4 separate regions of the Mus musculus genome follow, and all the other regions are linked to region 1. Evidence: chromatin contacts called from public HiCAR-type and promoter capture Hi-C data. All regions are on one chromosome and are shown on one strand. Each heading gives the region's core, a stretch centred on a gene start, on an enhancer-like site or on the middle of the called end of the contact. The rest is flanking DNA. Distances are from core to core; before and after follow the strand shown. Region 1 holds the start of Man2b2 (mannosidase 2, alpha B2). Region 2 holds the start of Acox3 (acyl-Coenzyme A oxidase 3, pristanoyl). Region 3 holds the start of Stx18 (syntaxin 18). Region 4 holds the start of Zbtb49 (zinc finger and BTB domain containing 49).

Region 1 (3,504 bases), core at 95-2,594:
TGTGTGCAGATAGGGGAGGGGACAAAGTTCACCTGGGTGTTGATTAAGCACCAATTCCTGTTGCCTTTTGGGAGAAATGCTAGCCTAGCTTAGGGGTATGTCCGGTCCCCTACCAAGAACAGACAGAAAGATGACGTCACCCTGTCTATGGGCAGTGGCCCTGACCACAAGCCTAGTTTTTGTTGTTGTTGTTGTTTTGTCTTTACAGCTAGCATGTTCCTGAGCACATCTGGAACTCCCTATCTAGTCTCCTCCTGGAACTTTCCTCTCACACTTCGGATACCTTAGGGACCCATGTCCTGACACTCCTGTCCCCACCTTACCTGCTGTTTCTGCTGCTCAGAGGCCACACCGTCCCACCACAGCCGGAAGAACTCCTGCTCCACGGCGATGAAGCGCCGCTGCCCTCCGCGGACCAGTTCCGCCACCACGGTAGTGTAGACATTGGCTGCATAGGCTCTCATGCTTTCCTGGGGAGGCAGAAGCCATCACAACAGCCCCAAGGGTGGTGATGAGTCCAAAGGACCAAAGAGAAGTACAAGAGACCAAGTACCCTGGTGCCTAACACCTCCAGTGTACTCAGACCTAGGGGTATGTGGCAGGAATCACCACTTTCTCTTTATAGACAAGGAACCTGAGCCAGTGGACAGAAAGCCTCTCCCTGCCCGCTCTGTCCAAGGTCTTGAACAGAAAGAACCTCGAGGTTACAGGCCCCATACCAAGCTTATCTGGCTGGGTAGGAGTGTGAAGAGGAAGCTGAACTGGCTAGCCCTCATGTCAGCACCACAGAGGGCCAGCCCAGTTGCCTGTAGTCAGCTGACATCCACCTGCTTGGAAACCTACCCCACCCAAGGTACTCCAGGCTTATTCCTGAGACTGGCTACCTGTCAATCCACACTTTGGGGACACACTCCTCTGCCTTAACTTTTGCAGGGACCGTCTAATAAGATAGATGCCATCAGGACTCCGAGGCAGGAAGTGGCCAGCCCGAGGCTGAGGCTCAGACTGCAGGGGATCAGGCTGGGGGGTGGGGTGGGGTGCTGCAGCCCAGGTCGCCTCTCTTCCCGGCTGGGTCGGGTGCACTCCGCAGGAGGCAGTTACTGTGCAAGGAGCTCAGGAACGCTCCAACTTACCTGGACCGTGAAGACCCAGCCCACGTCCATGTGACTGTGGGGCACCACGAAGGCCCGGATCGGGCCGGCGGGCTGAGCTGCCCGCGGCCACAACAGCAACAGCTGGCCGAGTAGCGGCAGCCAGCGCAGCGGCCCCATTGCTGGGCAGTGGGACGCTGCCAGGGCAGCGGGTCCTGGGTAGAGCGGTCCACTTCCGGGTCCGGGACCCGCGGCGCCGCCTGTCGGCAGGAATGCGCGAGCGCTGCCAGCCACGGGCAGGGCACGAGCTTTGTGTGGTACGGCGCCCCTTGTCGGCTAGAGTGTGTATTGCAGCTTTCGTCCCTATATGGTGGTCTTGCAGCTCAAGGCCACTACCTCCAGACTTGGAGACCGCTGTTGTCTACACAGAGGGAAACCTTCCAGGATAACACGCTCTCCGACGCAGACCTCTAGCCTCAGGGTGGCTTGACTTGAAATTTTTTAGTTCATTTTAAGGAAGCGAAACTGGCTTTTTACAGACACAGCGACGAAAGGGTCAGGGTTGGTAGGTTCAGAATCAAATCTGGGGTCTTGGATGGTGAGCTGGGGCAGATGTTTAATCTCTTTGATCCCCATAAAATGGGATGTGATAATAGAGGAGGCATGAGTTGCTAGGGACATGGGATCTAAATGAATGAAGTCCCCATCTCTCAGCCAATTAAAACTGGTGACTTTACAATTGGTAAGAGAGCAGTTCCCTGAATCACCTCTGTAGCTCCTCCGTGGCCAGCAGGTGGTCTATAGTTTGGGGTTTTCTGGGCTGTGGTGGGGCCAGAGGTGTGACTCTGACTAGCCTGTTTTGTCACTTGCCCTTCAGCAAATGCGACCAAAACCCAAGCTGTTCTTTGAGCAAGCTCAGATCCCTCTCTATCCTGTCCACGGACCTGAGACCTCTAGATTCCACAAGAGGTCAGACCTTTCCATGAAGAAGTGGGCAGCCATTTACCAACTTGTGCGGCCACCGCTTTAGGACTCAGGTGGACTACATTTCCCAGCCTCCTTTGCATGACAAATGTTAGCCAATGGGATGTGGACCACCACAAGGGTTCTATGGATGGGACCTGGGTCCACTAGAAGAGCAACCAGCGCTGTCAACTGCTATGCCATCTCTCCAGCCCAATCATAGCTTCTTAAATTATGTGTGTTGTGACCACATATGTGGGGCTGCAAAAATTTTGGCAACGGTAAAGTTTTCGAATGTCTAGTAACACACTCAAACCTAAAGAATCGGAGGTATTTCTGGCGGTGCTCACTCATGGTACTTCAGATGATGTCACTGCCACCTTGGATCTGAACACATGGCACTAGCGCTTTGCACTGTGAAGGCTGACACTCTATGCAGCAAACACCACCCAGAACATTTTGGTTCAGATATGCTGTGAATTGCGTTGTTTTTCAGCAAATAGACAACATCTATGCTGTTACAGAAACAATGGTTTACTCTCAAAAACAAATATTTAATATTTTCCTTCCATAATTTCTCAACATATGAGCATCACATTAGTGTATGTTTGGATTGTCGTAAGCTAGAATGTTGTACCGTGTTTTATTTTTTGTGTGGTGTATGTACATGCTGTGTGCATGTGTGTGGAAGTCAGAGGTTGATGCTGAGTATCTTCCTATATCACGCTGTACCTTGTGTTTTGAAATACCATGTCTCACTGGACCTGGAGTTCTCTGATTGGCTAAGTTGACCAGACAGTCGCTCCAGGGGCCTCCTGTCTCTGCCTCCTGTGTTGGGGCTACAGATTCTCAACACGGTACCCAGCTTTTACATGGTTGCTGGGATCTGAGCTCAGTTCCTCGTTACTCATCTCTGGGAGCACCAACATGCTTCACTGCTTCCCCAGAGCACTGACGTCTGCTCTGGAGGTGAGAATATCCCCGAACTGAAGCAGGTGGTGAATTCTGACTTCAGGGATAGCTCAACAAATATGGAGGCCTAGGTACCCGAGGAATTAACTGCTGGACCTGAGATTGTCTCTTTTCTCTGCTACTCATGTGACATCAGGGGATAAATCTTGAAGGGACTCAAGACCTGGTCTTGAGCATGGTGGTGAGCATGACTCTGGTAGTCCTTGTCGTTCTCCCCATTCCCTCTGTCTTGCTAGAAACCATTAGATTACACTCCTAAAGCTAGCCCTCAAGGTCTATTCCCTTATTTGGCCACTTCCTCCTCCAGAGGCTGACTACCAAGGTCTAGCTATCTAAGTATTGAAGTCCAGCAATCAAAAGCCCCCTTTGGCTCACCTAATTAACATGCACAATTAAAATTAAACACTTCATCCTAACACAGGGTTTCCCCTTGTACCTCTATAAATGGCCATTTTCCTATGTGTCACATCTGTCTCCT
Region 2 (3,161 bases), core at 177-2,676, 1.2 Mb before region 1:
ATGAATTCTGTAGTGAGTGAATTCTGTAATGAGGAAACCTTGTTTCTCTCTGGCTTTGGAAAAACAATAGCATGCATGCTTGCAGGCCATTCTGAGCAGCCCTGTGAACTCAAGGACTCCTTGCAATGACAGAGTTCAGGTTGTAAATGCCGGTGGAGACTGACTGCCCATTCAGACTCTTCAGAAAGGCAGAAGACAATCTTACCAGCTGTTCAGGCACTATGAAGGTGACTGGGTAGGAGTGCTTCTCTGTTTCCGGAAACTTCTAGGCTAGACTAGAGCAAGGCATCCAGGGTTGGTGGCTGCTGTCTTCTGCCTTTGCTGCCAGGTTCCCCTGCTTGGTGGTGGGAGGCCCTGTGACAACTGCACCCCAGGTGAGAAGGATGCATTTGTTCTTGGTTTATCTGAGTTTATTTGGTGACTGTTTATGGTGGGAGCAATCATATTCCTTAGGCTGCCCTCCCTTCAGTCATTTCCCTTTGCTATTATTATTATTAATAATTATTAGTACTATTATTAGTAATAATAATAATAATTGTATAGTGTGTGCAGGCACTAATGTACCAGGGAATGTTCCTGGAGATTGAAGGACCTCTTTCTGGAGTCAGTCCTCTCCATTATGAGTTCATGACCCATGTGCAGGACTCCCTACTTTCCAATAGGAAAGCCCCACTGACACCTGTGACTGCAAGTGTGTTCTGAGTCAGAGCCATAAATGCAGTAATTGCTGCGGACAAAGTAGTTATGCAGTAAGGCAAGCAGCTCCCAGCCTTAGCTGGCAGCGGCAGAGTCCACTTGTGTCTGATCCCAATGCCTTAAGTCTGTCTCTGAAACGGAATTCAGCATCTTTCTCTGGCCCTAACTCCATTATCCATCATTTTAGTCCTTTTCAAAGGTATCAGCTGTACCCATGCAGGCACACATTTCCTCTCAGCTGTACCACAATGATGAAAGTCCTGGCTGGACAAGCAGATATTTGCTCAGAAACTCCTAGCCAGGGGTGCGCTGAGCAGTTCTGTAGTGACTTTGGGAATCTGCCAACTCGAGCACTATTTAGGAGTGCCTAGCAAGGAAGCCATCTGGAAAATTAGGAGCAATTCTGAGTAAAGTGCATCTTAATGGATCCGCGGTCCAACTCTCCTGGAAGTGCTCCCAGAGCCACGAGAGGCCTGGACCTAAACACGACAGCTCTGACCGAAGGCGGTTTCTGAATAAGCCCGAAGCATCTAACCCGGGAGAAGGCAACCGGAATGAAATCCTTTAAACTCTAAACCCGGAACCGCATTTGAGCTGAGCTCTCGGAAGCGTCCGCGTTTCCCTGGCGACGGGGCGGCTCAGAATGATGACGCAAGGCTTCAGCCGGCAGCAACCCCAGTCAAGGGAGGGATGATGTCCGGGATGGGGCGGGGTGGGGCGGGGCGGCACCACCAGCTTGCTCCGCCCTCAGAAGTCAGGATATTCCTGATAAATAGTGTCCTCCAGACGCCGGGTTGACTAGGACCACGAATCCCAAGCTGGATCCGGGAGGTGAGGACGTGCCGGGCCCGGGAGATTCCAGACAGGAAGGGTTTGCAGGAGCTCAGGCTGGGGTGACTGCTGGCGTTTGCACTCTGCCTGACATCATACTCGCTAGCGGGAGAACGAACTGACCGCAGCTTTTTACAATCTGCTCGGCGGCCGGGAGGTATCCCAAGACAGAACAAAGTTAGCTTGTAAGTTGAATTTGTAGTGTCTGAGGACTGCTCCCTACTGTGCCCGGGCAGGACACTATTTATACTTCTCAAGTGCATTGTGGACTTAGCGAATTCTTAAGGAAGTGCGCTACCGCTGATCTACACCTGAAACCTTAGTTCTCCGTTTGAGTCTCAGTTGATCCGGCTGCCCTCGAACGCTATCCTCCTGACTCAGTCTTGGCATCATGGGTCAGTCCATTATGCCAACATAACACTGACTCTTAAAAGCGGGACCTAGAAGAGGAACAGAAACAAGGTCAGGTCATCTGCTACTTTGTTGTAAGACTGAAGCAGGAAGGAAATCCTTACCGTAAGGTCAGGTGGTACCAATCTCCCAGGTGTCCTGAAAGTTTCAGTCTGATAACACAATGTGTGATGTTAATGACTCTATGTTGGTTGGGTCTGGTCTGTAGGGGACATCCATATAGGACTTCAGACCAAAACTAGGGCCTCATAATTTTTTATTTTGAATAGACTAAAGGACTGGAGGAAAGTTGTGTCAGAACAGTGATAATGAAACTGTCATTTACCTCAGGAACATCACAAGTGCCTGATTTGAGTCCCAGGAACGTGGCAGACACTGCCCCGTGTGCAGAGTTATCGTTGCTTCTGAGAAACGGGGACAAAGCAGGTCGGTAAGTTCACAGAATTGGTAAACTGTATTATTGAGGCAGCTTGGCTCTGTGGGCTTTGTTTGTTTGATCTGCACCAGTGTGGCTGTGTTGGTAGCCTCATGTGGCTTGGGATCTTTGGGATCTAGACCAAAGCACCTTGCTCCTTTGCCATCGATGTTTTTAATTAAGAAGAAATTCACTTTCTCATTACCTATGAATCTGTGCCAGGGCAGGTGATTTTTGAGTATGAGAACTTTGTCCTCTCCACAGTTGTCACAAAAATGGTTCCTTCTCATTGAACTATTGTGGCATGCTAATTAAGAAGTGAGTGACCACTTGGGAGGCAGAGGCAGGTGGATTTCTGAGTTTGAGGCCAGCCTGGTCTACAAAGTGAGTTCTAAGACAGCCAGGGCTATACAGAGAAACCCTGTCTCAGGAAAAAAAAAAAAAAAAAAAAAAGAAGAAGAAGAAGAAGTGAGAGTGAGTGACAACATGCTCAAAGGTTCCTTTTTTACTCAGAGTCTCATGTAGCTCAAACTGCCTGTAATGTCTGATCCTCCTGCCTCTGCCTCAGAAGTATTTTGATTATGGTGTACATAGTGCCTGGTATGGGAGATATACATATACATATGTGTATACATATCCATGCATGACGTATATTTATATCATACATTTATTTTATGTGTTCACCTACGTGCATGTATATGACTCTATGGGTACAATACCCACAGAGGCCAGGAAAGGGTGGCATCCTTTAGTTGTGAGCTGTTATGTGGGGGGCTCGGAACCAAACCTAGGTCTTCTCCTAGAGCAG
Region 3 (3,215 bases), core at 50-2,549, 1.2 Mb after region 1:
AGCCTATCCCATGGAAGAACCCTCTAATTGGTTGTCCAATACAACGTGATTATCCCTGAAGCCATAGACACATACACAATAACAACAGTTTCAGCAGATTGTGCTGGCATATCCATGGATACTTACACATATATGCAACAATAATAATTAAAGAAGAAGAAGCTATCAACTTGAGATTGAGTTGGGAGACATGGAAGAAATTGGAGGGAGAGGACTTGAGGAGGCTGGAGGGAGAAAAGGGAAGGAGAGAAAGTGGCATAATTGTATTTTTAATGAAAGGTGCACACAAAAATAAAATGAACCATGAACCAAGTGCTCAGAAAAATTTTACTAGCTGACTTTAGTCAAATTACGTAACTCTGTTCTCCATTTCATTCTTTCTCTTTGATAACTATGATTCAAGAGAGCGCTTTTCAAAAGTGCTTATTGAGGAGGAACCTAACATGATATCATGAAGTTCAGAATGCTTCACTTTCGTCTGGCTCTGATAAGTTCCTGCTCTCCACATCCCCGCTCAGGGATCTCTGCTCTAAGCCTCTTCTACATTATAAGTAAGAAGACTGAGGGCATGGTGGCGCGTGCCTTTAATCCCAGCACTTGGGAGGCAGGGGAAGGCGGATTTCTGAGTTTGAGGCCAGCCTGGTATACTGAGTGAGCTCCAGGACAGTCAAGGCTACACAGAGAAACCCTGTCTCGAAAAACAAAACAAAACAAAACAAAACAAAACAAAACGACTGAGGACAACCATATTATCAACAACGGCAACATCTACTAGCTGTATACTAAGAGTTAAACAGCACGAGGACGTTTTATACACACATTCTGTTTAATTCTCTGTGCATTCCAAGAAAGGCGCTGGCTTCACTTTACCGAACTGGCTGAAGGTTGAAGAAAAAAGGTCTCTGGCCCCTACCTCTGTACACGTACCCTTTCCTAGCTCCTGCAACTCAGATGGTCATAGTTCATTGTTACTCAAGGCGATCCCTTGATGACAAAAGTCAAAAGTGTGATACTCCCCACCTGTCAACCAAACCGCCCGCCCGTCTCCTAAAGAATCATAAGGGGAGCGATCTTTCTAGCTTCCCGATGCTTTCGTTCCTGAAGTCCAGACTGGGAAATCTCCGAGCGTCTGATCCCGCTGAGTTTTGCAGAGAGGAGAAAGGGGTGCCGATGCACTGCGGGTAGCTGTCTGGAACGGAGAATTCCGGCTCTGGGTTAAAGCCGGAACCTTTCTCCACTCTCCGCGTTACACGGGCGGAGTGCGGAACCTTTCTTCTATGCTCACAGTTCCCAGGCGGAGGAGTGCGAAATCGGAACGTCCCTCAGCAACCGAGTTCTTGCCGGGGTCGCTAGCTGCTGACGTGTGCCTGGCCGGCTTCAGGCCCTGGGTTGCGGGTCGCTATGGCGGTGGACATCACACTGCTCTTCCGGGCTAGCGTCAAGACAGTGAAGACGCGGAATAAGGCTCTGGGAGTGGCCGTGGGTGGCGGGGCCGATGGCAGCCGGGACGAGCTGTTCCGCAGAAGCCCTCGGCCCAAGGGAGACTTCTCCAGCCGGGCCCGTGAAGTGGTAAGCTGGTTGCTATGGGAACGGCGGGCGGGAGCTAGGGGCGCATACGCTCCGCGGCCCCTGGACCCCAAACTGGGCCTATCTCTTTAGCTCTCGGTGAAGACAGGGAGTCTCTAGCAAGACAGAGAGTCTGTCTCACCGACCTAACAGCTGGCTCAGGGTGGCGACAGGTTTATTCTCACGAAGGGACGCATATCTGGGCACTGAAGGAAGTAAGTTAGAGGTGCTTGGATATCCTTGAAATCAGGTTATAACCTTCTGAGGCAGTGAGTTCGCCAAGAGTTCCCACAGTCTGACACTTCCTGTCGCAAAGCTCACCACTATCTCCCCTCGCCCTTCCACGAATCTGTTTGGACCTCCTCTTGCTCGTAGGGTTTAATAAAATCCACGCTCAGCTGAACGCTCCTTGATCCTTGCCTCCAGGCATAGGTAGGACTCAGTACCTCCTGAGATTGGTTTAGGACATCACCAGTGTAGGGTAAAAGCTTTTCCCTTCAGAGCGGCAACACTTAAGCAACACTAGTGTTGTAACTGTCCTCTAAACTGCTTCCTGTTCTCTGGACACAACCGGCTTCTGTGTCCCCAACATAGAAATCTTTTCCATAAGGGTAGGAACATGTTGACAGTATTTCTGTATGTGCTACTGACAATATTGCTTAGTAAGTATTCTTTGAATGAATGAATGGTTGAACGAATGAACAATTATTGATTCCACTAAACAGGAAAAAAAAAGATTGTTTGCATTATATCCCTTTGTGTCTATGACACTAGGGTAAATGTTATTTTTGGAGTACCAGGGGGTCATATACAGTCTGCCTGTCTTTTTAAAGACACACACACACACACACACACAATGGCCCAAAGCATTGAAAGGTACAAATCTGGGGGATCTAAACTTTAAGTTTCATTGGTTTTCCAGTAAACTCACCTCTGCTTGGCACATAATCCATTGCTTGATATTTCTCTTTTTGAGGCAGGGTCTTTCCATGTAGACAAGGCTGGCCTTGATCTTACAGAAAGGTGACTGCTTCTGTCTCCCAAGTGCTGAGATTGAAGGCATGGGCCCTCAGACTAGATAATACTCAAATATTACACACACACACACACACACATATATATATGCACAAGTCAATGAATGGCTGTTTACAGATAATGTTGAAGCACAGGAGGTTGTATGAACCAGATAAATGCCCCTCCCTCCAACAGTAAACATCTACCTAGTACTTACTTTCTGACCAGCACTGTTTTAGAGTAATAGGGTTCCACTGTTGAGTTATAGTTACAGTGGTGGAGGAGATGCAAATATAAACAAACGCCCTGCCGTGAGCCGTGCTGGTGTTCTGTAGGGCACAAGGGAAACAGTGGTTAATCCCACCTGGGAGAAAGGCTTCATGGGACAATGATGTCAGAAACCCATTCTAAAAGAACAGTAGTTGGTTTCATTGCCAAGAAGGCTAGGAAGGGCATCACGTGCTGGCCGTGCTCCTGGGTGGCCACACAGTCAGGAGGACATGGACAGTGCAGTTAGACTTGATGGACTTTTAAAAAATGGGTGTGTGGTGGGGAGATGGGGACATGAAGGTAGGGGGGTATAGAGGTGAGAGTGGATTTGAAAGGAGTTAGAGGGGGACTGGATAAATATGATC
Region 4 (3,426 bases), core at 324-2,823, 1.4 Mb after region 1:
CTGCAAGTGTCTGGCGCCTCACAGGTGCTCAGCATGTAGTTTGAGAATAGAGCGACCCTGTGGAACTAGAGAACTGTACGGTTCCTTCTAGTTCTGTAAGCTAAAATTGAAACCAAGAATATGATAGCAGAAAGATCACTGTGAAAGACATCAAACAATGCAAATACCATGGTGAGAAAGGCAAGGAGAAGTGGGGGGTGGGGAAAAGCTTGGATGAGGTAAATGAAGGGAAGAGGAGCCCACACCAGAATTTTAACCAAAAGGCTCCCACGGCAGAGTTTGGTGGGGTAATTCTGTCAGGCAGTTAACACTGGTGGATGATTTGTGGGAGGTTTGCCCTGAAGCTGTTTATATCAAGCTTTACAGGGGTCCTTAGGCGTTGTTAACTACTGTGCCTATCTTTATGCCTTTTTCTGAATGTATGTGCAGATATATGTGCATGTTTTGTGTAGACAAGGGTGCATATGTGTGGAGGCCAGAAGCCAGCCTCAGGCATTGTTCCTCAGGAGTCGTCCACCTTGTTTTTTTTTGAGAAAGGGTCTCTTACTGAGGTGTGAGGCTCACTGATTTCAGGAATCCACCTATCGCCACCTCCCCAGTGCTGGTGTTACAAGGGCATACCACCTAATGGGCTCTTTATGCATTCCGTTGCGTTCTCCAGAACCTCAGAATTTGAATACCTGTAGCAATTACACCCTTAAGAAGGCAACTGTATTTTAAAAATTAAAAAGAGCCTCTTCGGATGGGTTCTGTGGCAGAAATGCCTGAGCTGCGATGGCACAGAGGGAAGACTGTGTGGGGATACAGCAAGAGTGACCACCAGTAAGCCAGGACAGTCCTCTAAAGCAAGCAAACCCGATGACACCACATTCATGGCCCGCCGTCCTCTAGAAGTGTGAGAAACTAAAGCTCTCTCATCTGAACCACCTCATCTGTTGTCCCTTGCTTTAGGAGCCACAGCAAACAGGAGACGTCTCTGTCACCAACAAACGCCCACGCCTGGGTTGAGGTTTCTCACAATACTGTTCATAGCCTGCTGGACGTTCATTCAGTCATTTAAGCAACAGTGCCCACTAACGTATACCAGATGCTGTCTTTCCCACAGAGGCGCGCCCAGCACCTGCCGTGGTCCCGAGGAGTAGGCGCTGCAGTAATAGCATCCTACAGATGGAACACCATGGCACCTAGGATCACGCGGTGAGTGAGGCAGGGGGCGGCTTAGGGGCCCGGGGAAATAAGCGCCTCTCCTATCTCGGGGCGACGCAGACACCAAGAGCGGCGCAGACCGCAGCAAGGGTGACTGCAGGAAGGAGGAGGCCCGGCTCCGGTGCCCGGAGCTTAGCTTTGTGCTCCGCCGAGCCCCATCACACAGCGCTGCGAGTAAGCCGCGCGCACCCTACCCGCGCCAACCCACGGGAGTCGAGTGTCCCGGGCCGCCTTACCCGCGGAGGCCGCTCTCGCCCGGCCGCCTCCCTGACACCCTTTCTCGTCGCACTCTCGGTGTCAACTGCAGGACTCCAACCGCCTCGGAACCATTCCGACAACGCCCCCTCGGCAGCTCATCGGCAACTTCCGCCGCCGTCACTTCCGTCTGGGAGGGGCGTGGCCTCTGCGCGCACGCGCGTTGGCGCGCGCCGCCGGGATTGAGTTCTGCGCGGGGTGGCTGGGCGAGCCGGTGGCGGTGCTACGCTGGGTGGCTGCCGCTCCACGTGCTCCCGGCGGCCGGTTGAGACCGTTGGCGGGGTCGGCTGACAGGTGAGAACTGCTTGGAGCCCCGGGACATGGAGGAAGGGCGATGGTGGCATGGCTGCCTTCCTTGAGGACTCGCTCGCGGGCAAAACCTAGCCTTTTGAGTTCCTGGAGATATTGCATCCCGGTTTTTAGTCCGGCACTCGGGGCCGGCCAGATGGTACGGTTAGTCCTCAGCGCACAGGGCTTATAGACCTGCTGGCTGATGGGGAGAGGGCTTTTCTCTGAGGCTCGAGAACTAGGTCCGGAGGAAGGACCTTATGGCTCCTGGAGCTCAGAGGACCAAAGACCTAAGTGCCCGCGAACCCCCAAATATCGATCTAGATACAAGCTACTTAACCTAGTGGTGCCCAGCTCCACGTCTGTCCAAAAGGGATACCAGAGAATCTAATTTAGGGTGTGTGTGAAGTTTACAGGGGTAAAAGGCTTGGCGTATAGTGGTTGCTCAGCATGTGTCAGGATTTTTCCTGCAGCAGCTACCTCCTAGGAGATAGAGGTAAGAGAGATGATAGGGGTCTATGTGCCCGAAAGCCTAGCTTCTGCCCAGCGAAGCCCAGGGATATGAAGCCTGCTCAAATTGTGTCAAGAGTTTAGTGTCTACCGTAGTGCCTAACACCTGCAAGTTATTCATATGAAGCTGTGGTGAGGAGACTTGAACTGCCTCTACCGAAGCAGGGGCATGGCTTGGATTCTTTGAGCTTCAGTGGAAACATGTGGCCCACTCATAGTCTTCCCCTGGGGTCCCAAGAGGGTGGAGATATGTGCTGTTTTTTTATCTTTTAGTGTACCTGTGATTTCTAGGAATTCTGGAAGGAGCTTGTGCCTAGTTATAGTGGGCCGACTCCCTATTTCAGAGATGGGGAGAAATTGAAGTTTAAAGGGAGCAGTTGCCTGCCTGGCCTTTAAGATGGCCTGGTTTTAGGGCAAATATTGTCTCTGTGTGTACATGAGTTAAACAAGTGATAGTCCAGTCTGTAAAGTGCTTGACACACAAGCATGAGGACATGAATTTCCATGCCCAGAACCCAGGTTAAAAAGCAAGATGTGGTGACAGAACCCTGTGGCTCTCTATCCAGCTCGCTTAATAAACTCCCAGTGAGAGAGAGAGAGAGAGAGAGAGAGAGAGAGAGAGACAAGGTAGGGGGCTGGAGGCATGGCTCAGGGATTAAGAGTATTTGCTGTTCTTCCAGGGGACCTGAGTTCAGTTCTCAGCACCCAGAATCTAAGAGATCTATATTAGTCGGGGTTCTCTAGAATCACAGAACTTGTGGGATATCTACATATTAGGGGAATTTATTGTAATGACTTTTATAGTCTATAATCCAACTAACCTAACAATGTTAGCTATGAATGGGAAGCCCAAGAATCTAGAAGTTTCTCGGTCCCACAAGGCTGGGTGTTTTAGGTGGTCTTCTGTATATGCTGGAATCCTGAAGAAGTAGGTTCCAAGAGATGTGCTGGCAAGTAAGTGCAAGCAGGAGAAGAAGAGTGAGTCTTCCTTCTTCCAGTGTCCTTATGTGGGCCTCCAGCAGACGGAGTGCCCCAGATTAAAGGTGTGTACCACCGTGCCTGGATTTGGAACTTGCTCTGTCTGTCCCAGACTGGCCTTGAACTCAGAGATCTGCTTGCCTCAGTCTTCCTGGGTTTAAAGGTGTGCTACCTTGCCTGGGCCACTGT

The links. Promoter capture Hi-C pulls out the DNA fragments that hold promoters and counts their contacts. HiCAR-type assays count read pairs that join an accessible place to other places.
Region 2: a promoter capture Hi-C map of pre-B cells shows a contact between it and region 1, with 3 times the contacts expected there. The contact joins the promoter of Acox3 here to the promoter of Man2b2 in region 1. A contact is called at or near these places in 1 of 39 promoter capture datasets (pre-B cells) and 1 of 115 datasets of contacts at active chromatin or transcription factors (embryonic stem cells).
Region 3: a contact with region 1 is called in a HiCAR-type map of astrocytes, with 2.7 times the contacts expected there. The contact joins the promoter of Stx18 here to the promoter of Man2b2 in region 1. A contact is called at or near these places in 3 of 39 promoter capture datasets (the C10 cell line, embryonic stem cells and liver), 1 of 115 datasets of contacts at active chromatin or transcription factors (astrocytes) and 1 of 9 other capture datasets (liver).
Region 4: a contact with region 1 is called in a promoter capture Hi-C map of liver, with 4 times the contacts expected there. The contact joins the promoter of Zbtb49 here to the promoter of Man2b2 in region 1. A contact is called at or near these places in 2 of 39 promoter capture datasets (liver and pre-B cells), 1 of 484 Hi-C or Micro-C datasets (the G1E-ER4 cell line) and 2 of 115 datasets of contacts at active chromatin or transcription factors (large pre-B cells and pancreatic cancer cells).

What each region holds. Positions count from the first base shown.
Region 1 is chr5:36,829,305-36,832,808 of GRCm38.p6, forward strand. It overlaps Man2b2 (mannosidase 2, alpha B2), which reads right to left and starts at 1,345. Exons shown (of 19, transcript NM_008550.2): 1 at 1,134-1,345; 2 at 324-470. The coding sequence starts at 1,271.
Region 2 is chr5:35,581,608-35,584,768 of GRCm38.p6, forward strand. Acox3 (acyl-Coenzyme A oxidase 3, pristanoyl) reads left to right here and starts at 1,427. Exons shown (of 19, transcript NM_030721.3): 1 at 1,427-1,527; 2 at 2,269-2,368. 4931431C16Rik (RIKEN cDNA 4931431C16 gene) reads right to left here. Exons shown (of 4, transcript NR_045807.1): 4 at 1-1,967.
Region 3 is chr5:38,037,931-38,041,145 of GRCm38.p6, forward strand. It overlaps Stx18 (syntaxin 18), which reads left to right and starts at 1,300. Exons shown (of 11, transcript NM_026959.3): 1 at 1,300-1,569. The coding sequence starts at 1,402.
Region 4 is chr5:38,218,881-38,222,306 of GRCm38.p6, forward strand. It overlaps Zbtb49 (zinc finger and BTB domain containing 49), which reads right to left and starts at 1,574. Exons shown (of 8, transcript NM_029162.3): 1 at 1,443-1,574. It overlaps Lyar (Ly1 antibody reactive clone), which reads left to right and starts at 1,602. Exons shown (of 9, transcript NM_025281.3): 1 at 1,602-1,755.